2 separate regions of the Dromaius novaehollandiae genome follow, and region 1 is linked to region 2. Evidence: chromatin contacts called from public Hi-C data. All regions are on one chromosome and are shown on one strand. Each heading gives the region's core, a stretch centred on a gene start, on an enhancer-like site or on the middle of the called end of the contact. The rest is flanking DNA. Distances are from core to core; before and after follow the strand shown. Region 1 has its middle 20 kb from the start of GPR132. Region 2 has its middle 60 kb from the start of NUDT14.

Evidence for each region. Hi-C and Micro-C count contacts between places; a contact is called where the count stands out from the background.
Region 1: a contact with region 2 is called in a Hi-C map of liver, with 4 times the contacts expected there. The contact joins two enhancer-like sites. A contact is called at or near these places in 2 of 4 Hi-C or Micro-C datasets (liver and ovary).

What each region holds. Positions count from the first base shown.
Region 1 is chr5:10,270,924-10,274,028 of bDroNov1.hap1, forward strand. No RefSeq gene overlaps it. Among named protein-coding and RNA genes, the nearest start is that of GPR132, 20 kb to the right of the region's middle. Within about 2 kb of position 1,433, at least 2 of the 2 cell types and tissues checked have open chromatin away from gene starts, as enhancers often do.
Region 2 is chr5:9,888,341-9,891,583 of bDroNov1.hap1, forward strand. No RefSeq gene overlaps it. Among named protein-coding and RNA genes, the nearest start is that of NUDT14, 60 kb to the right of the region's middle. Within about 2 kb of position 1,686, at least 2 of the 2 cell types and tissues checked have open chromatin away from gene starts, as enhancers often do.

The sequences.
Region 1 (3,105 bases), core at 183-2,682, 380 kb after region 2:
TAGGGTATAAGAAAAATAAGGGACTGAAGACCCTAAGAAATGAGGTAACTGGGTAAGGCACCCAATGGAGAATGCAAGGAGAAGGGATCAGATGTTTCTGTCCACTTGGGAAAGTCACCACTTCTAAGTGGCTGGGTGTGTGTCCTCAAGAGGCATCATTAAAGATTTACCCTGTGCTTCCACTCCTTCACCAGCATCTGCCTTCAGCCAAGACCAGAGACAGGACACTGAGCTACAAGGACCTTCCAACTCAGCTCTTTAGGTTTTATGTGAGGCAGCTCAGTTTCTTCCCACAGAGACATGTCAGCTTTTTATCAGTAGTCAAGATGCCCACAGATTTTGTGGATAGCTCTTGATTTCTTTTTCCCCTGTTCCAGGGAAATGCCTAAACTAGCAGGCTCTGGATGGTTTCAAGAAGGGGACTCTCAGCCCCTCTTATTAAAGCTTTTCATGTTCGTGCTGCCAGTTAGCTGATTACTGGAGCAGGAACTTCTAATCTGACTTTCCCACACCACACATGAATGCTTTAACCATGGAGCTAGAGAGTCCATCTTCCACTTCTTCTCTCTGGTCCAGTGAATGTTTAATTATTTATAGAACATGAAACTGCTTCAGCAAGACAGTTCGAGACTGAATCCTAGAGGCTCTCCCAGCTGGATGCTCACAGAACTCCTTCAGAACATGGGAGGCTCTGCATGAAGCATGGGAAATGGAGATGCAAACCTGGATACCCTACGGCCCAGGAGAGGTCTGAAACCAGTGGCATACATTTTCTGTGCATGTTACTTATGCTCTGAGAAAGCTTATGGTACAGGATCATTTATATGGCTTCACATGCTATGTAAATTTAGAGTGTGAAACCTTAGTCAGGTCGGGAGAGAGGATGGGCTTCCCATTTGTTTCCATAGGCCAGAAAGTTATCTGAGAATTGAGCAGGATTTAGGCATGATGATCTTGGCCAAGTCAAGATTTAGGCTGTTTTGCATTTATTAGCATGTCAGAAACATAAGCATTACAGCTTGGTGGGACAGATGCCCAGCTGTTAGTTGTCGGTTCAAAGTGGCAATTAGATACCTACCTGCCTTTGTGGAGTTAGTCTGCAGTAACTGCATAAAGCTGCAGAAATGCTATTTAAGCAGCTGGGAGTATTCAGTTAGAACAGAGAGGAGGAAAAGATGTAAAAGCATATATAAATGCTACCAGAAATGTGACTTTCCTGCGGCATAGCCTTTGCTTAGGTTGTATATCACAAGGAGAGATTTTATTAGACCTCATTAAATTTTAAAGCCTTAATGGTACCTTCTGTACTGCGTGATTGGTACAAAAATGAGAGCTTGACAAACCATTAATGCAGCAAGGCAAAAGGCATCCTATGCTGCAGTGTTTGTGGCTGGGAGATAAGCTCCTGGCTGCAGGGCATCCACAGGATTAGCATGACATCGTCTGGTGAAACCTGGTATGAGTCCTTCAGCTCAAGGCTGCAACACCCCTGGGCTGGCAGGAGCAGATCAGGGAAGCAGAAAAGATTTACAAGGTAAGTGAACTTGTATGGATGCCTTTCAGAAAAGTGTGGGAGTGGGACAGTCTGGATTATAGGCAGGGACTGCAGTGAACAAAGTGGCCAAGTATAACAAACTGGGTAACAAAATTGTAAGCAATTCAAAAGCCTGGATTCTCACTCTGTAAGAATTGGTTCTGCTATGGCTAAATTTATCCACCAAGTCTACTGACTTTTTTCTTACTACTTTTCCCTGAATTTACCCACTCCTGGCTTCTTTTGTGCCTTAAAACTTTAGCCACTAGCTAACACGGTTTCTTTCTTTCTATTTGTCTATCACCCTCCAGCCACACTTTGCAGACGAGAGCAAACCTGCAGTAGTACTAGCTATAGCATAAACAGCCAGGGAGAGGATTTAGTCTCTCCATCTGAGCAATAAACTTACTTTCTGGTGGACTCTCTGGCAATGACTTGTACCTTTGCATTTAGAAACCAAGAATTCACTTGTAAGGCTGGTATATTTTAAGGGCACCAAGGCTGAGGTTTTCAAAGATGCCTAAGGGTGCTAGGTGTCTGAAAGCTCAGTCTCCTTGGATGTTGAAGGCCTAAATGCAGTTGGATCTCTCTCTCTCTCTGAGCTGAACAACCACAGCAGTGATCTGAAACTGTGTATGTTTGTATCCAGGTCAGGGAGAGAGTATAAGAGCTCATTTGCCTGACTCACCAACTTCCTTGCCAAGTGAGCATGAAATTTTCATGACATTGCAAAGTAGCTGATCCACAGCCTCCTAAATGTCACCGCTCCAGAGATTTTATACCCAGCAAGCACCTTGAGTAATAGCTTTGCATTTGGGATGCAGGAGATAGATAGGTTTTTTGGTGGTGGGAATGCTGATGGTTTGGGGAGAATCTATCAATTGAATAAGGGAAAAGAAAGTCTCTATAAAATCTTGGGTGGGATGATAGCACCTGCCAGCACTGTGCAGGAAATTCTTGGACAGCTCATAGAAAGATCATGGATGGTTTTGATGATAAGGTTGTCCCTGGGCCATGGGAACAATCTCCGAATGTGGCAATAGAGTCCCTATCAGCCTACATTTTTAATACAATCAGTACCAATCACTCAGATGGAGCTATTGCTCTCCAGGGAGTACTGAACATCTGTCTAAAAGTCTTTTAATGGCAGCTTAAAGTGATCTTCTAGGATCATTGACAGCTTTGCTTTTTTAAGATTGTGTTCATTATTTTTAGGTGTTGTCCAGACTTCTAACAAAAAAGTGAACAGCCCAAGTAGTGACTCTGAGCGTTATCTATCATTTTCGAAGTACCAGAGAAGAAAGACAAAGAGCCTCAAAGTCTAAATGTTGGCAGTGCTCTTCCCAACTTTCTTCTCATCATTGGCACAGAAGTAACAATGGGGCCAAATGAAACATTTCACCACATCCCACTTCTGCAGCCTCACACTCACATGGGACTCCCTGGTTTTGTCTATCATACCCAAGGTGTGTCAGACGTTTTCTTCACCAGGACTGAGCAGTTTCCAACACCAGGGTCATTCAGCCGCGTATAGCCAAGAGAACAGTCCTTACCCTGAGGAGTGGAGCAGA
Region 2 (3,243 bases), core at 436-2,935:
TTATAGCTAGAGAGATACACAGACCAGGCAATTCACATCCCCATACACCTCGCTCAGTTCATGCAGCTCAATAGCCAGGACACGGTGCAGTTTTGCCAAGAGGTTAAGGGGAGCTGTCGTGCAGTTCATGCCACGTCGTAGAAACCTATCCCCACTAGCACTACTGAACTGTCCAGCCCTAATTTATGGTTGTTCTTGTTTTTTTGATTTTGGCCCATTGGCCAGAACAACTTTCATGGTGAGCTGGAACCAGGGCTTAGATTGCATATATTTTAAGGCCCAGATGACATATAGCACCATTTAAAGGCAGTGGGAGAGCAGGGAGCTCCGATTCAGTAATCAGTGGGAGCCCAGCACCCAGGTATCATTTGTACTTTTCAGAATGTCTGTGTAATAGCAACAGGGAGAGGGAAGGAGCAGTGGCCCTAGGAGCTTGTGGGCCATGAGGCATCATTAATTCACTAATTAAATGATCAAACTCTGCTTGCCCATCAGAGCCCTGCTCCCTGTATTGTGTCCCTCTCACTTCTCTGGCTTTGGCTGGCTCCTTCCCTTTTTCAGGTTTGTGTCTGACTCTGCTCCTGGATGTGGTTCTGTCCTTTGAGACACACATGCATCTTTCCTACCTCTGGATTTCTTTACTTGATGTATTGATTAGATATCTACCCATTGTCTTACCTCTGCCTTTAGCAAGAGAAATAGATAAGTCCTAGGAGATAATATTCTCCATGGCAAAAACCATATCCAGAAAGGTAGGGTTACTTTAAAATCATTCCATGAAGTGGTCAAACTTGCACTTAAATAGCTGGAAAGAGGGGATCTGTGCACAATGTGCGTGTTTCAGTTCTTGTACTGATATGGGAAACATGCAAAAGCTGGCAAGAAACCTTTATTAAAAACTGGTTCGGCTCCTCTGGCTGTTTTGTAATGTGGACAGGACCTGTAAGGCTTTGTGCTGAACTGCTATAAACAGGAAACGTTAACAATAGCTCTGAGACAAGAAGGCTCCCCTGAAAGCCAGTGGCCCAGATCCTTGGCTGGTGCTAATCAGTCATTCAACTGGGTTTCAGGGAAACTGCATCGATGACATCAAATCTAGTCCCAGCTCACATACCCCTAGTAGAAAGAAAAGGGGACAGCAGTAGAAGATGGGCAGGGGGGGAACTGTTTTATTGTCCAGTTGAATGTTTCTCATATGTCAGAAAAGAGTTGACTCTCTAACATCTTTTCAATGCATACAGTAAATATCCCCTGCTTCACTGGCAATTTTGGATCACACCAGAGGAGATGCTGGCTTGTCACATACGCTGAAGGACTGAATAACCCAGTTAATCATTTTGCCACAGGAAAATGCTTCTCTTCTGTGATAGTTCCCAAGCAACATCTGATTCATATGCTCTGTAAAACAGACAAAAGTGGTTTGGTACCAATGGGCAGCTGTTGGACAGGAGTATGAGTGCAGAAAGTGTGAGGCAGAAGAAAGTCTAATTTCTAAAATAAGTGCAATAAACTTAGATTTCCACTTCCTATACGGCACTTTGCTCAGCTCAGCCACCCTTTGTCACCACCTCTTTTTTTCTTCCATCTGCCTGTCTCTCAGGCAGGGATTTTTTAGCTTAGGCAGGTACCTATACCTATCACATACAGACTGAGGCTCTTGGCTGCCCTTAGGTGCCGCTACAGTACAAATAAATAGGTCTGGTTTTAGCTTAGGCTTCCCATGTGTGAAACCTAGCTTTTGCACAGGCTGTCTTTCATGTTAAAGTTATGAGTTTAAAGGACCAAGTTCATCGGAGTTACACCATACAACCCTTATAAAGTCCCACAGCCCTTCAGAATAGACTACTGTTTTGGGGTTTCAACACATTAGCTGAGTCTGCTAGTTCCCAAGCTATTTTTTTTCTGGGTGCCTCTTTCATACTTGCACATTTTGACTGCCTCCCCTTCCTAGAAATGGGCCTTCACAGTTGAGCTGTCCTGTTCCCTGTGTGGACAACTTCATAGACCCCCAGTTGCTTGATTACACAGTTCCCTACCTCCAACTTTGCAGGTGTTGTGGGTTACAGCTTACTCCTTCACAGAGAAACACTAACGTGCAGAATGCTTCAGACTTTGCGAAGGATGCTAGAAGTAACTGTTCTTCACTTTCACCAGTACAAGAAATGCACAGATCTACACAAAATGGTGAAAGAGCAGTACAGAACTCCTTGCCCAAGTTCACCACTCATGAGCAGTCGGTAGACTTTGGTTAGCATTTTCTGAGAGTGCCCTCATTGCAGCTCTTAGCTTCTCGTGCAGATCAGGGGATCTAATTTCTCCATCCTATGCAGTCAGTTTCTCTAATCCTCAGTTGTGAAAGTAAATCCTTTGCTATAAAAGGATTCCTTTCTGTTTTTCTCTTGTGTCCCAGTTTAAGATGAGAACATCCTGGTTTCTTTGTTTGCCCATCTGAGGGTACTCTCTTTTTCTTCAGACTGCAGAGATTCAGATCCCAGGCCAGATTCATCCTCAGAAACTCTGGTGTTCAACCAGAACCCAGAATAACAACTTTTCTTTGCTGTGTAGCGTTTCAGAGAGATATAGGAAGGAAGAGTGAAAGTGTTTCAAGGATTCTTCCAGACTACAACAGGCTCAACCACAACATTCAGTGATGCAGCAATTTCATGAAAATAACCTCAATTCACAAGTTATGCAGAGTCTCTCCACAGCAATCCGGTGACTGAAGTAATAAGGTTAAACCAGAACAAAACTCAGTCCCTGGGATAGGCAGTGACTTGCCCACAGCACCGGAAAGAACAGCCTTAGATTTGTTTTATGCCCAAGGATATGCAATTTCTGCCCTTGAAATCATTTCCTAGAAGGAAAGACATAAATTAGAGGCCATGCTTTCCTCTCACTATGAGAAAAATCCTGTTCGTTTGGCTGCAGTACATTTGTGAGCTAGGCCAAAACCATTTACATGGGCATTTCCTGCTCACCTGTAGAATCACTCCAGGAACGGCTAGAGGAGACCACTCCAGGGCACAACCATGACAGCACCAGTGGCCAGACCCAGACACATGAGTATATAAGAAGACCACACCAGACAGTCTGGGACAGTCTGGGAATGCTCTTTTGCTAAGTGTTCAGTCCTCCAGATTTATCTTCGTTCAACTGATGCCAGAACTAAGGCAAGGGGCCTGTGGGTGTGCAAGGAGGTACTCTGTGGATTCAAAGCCTGGGTACCTAATGTTATGCACCCAG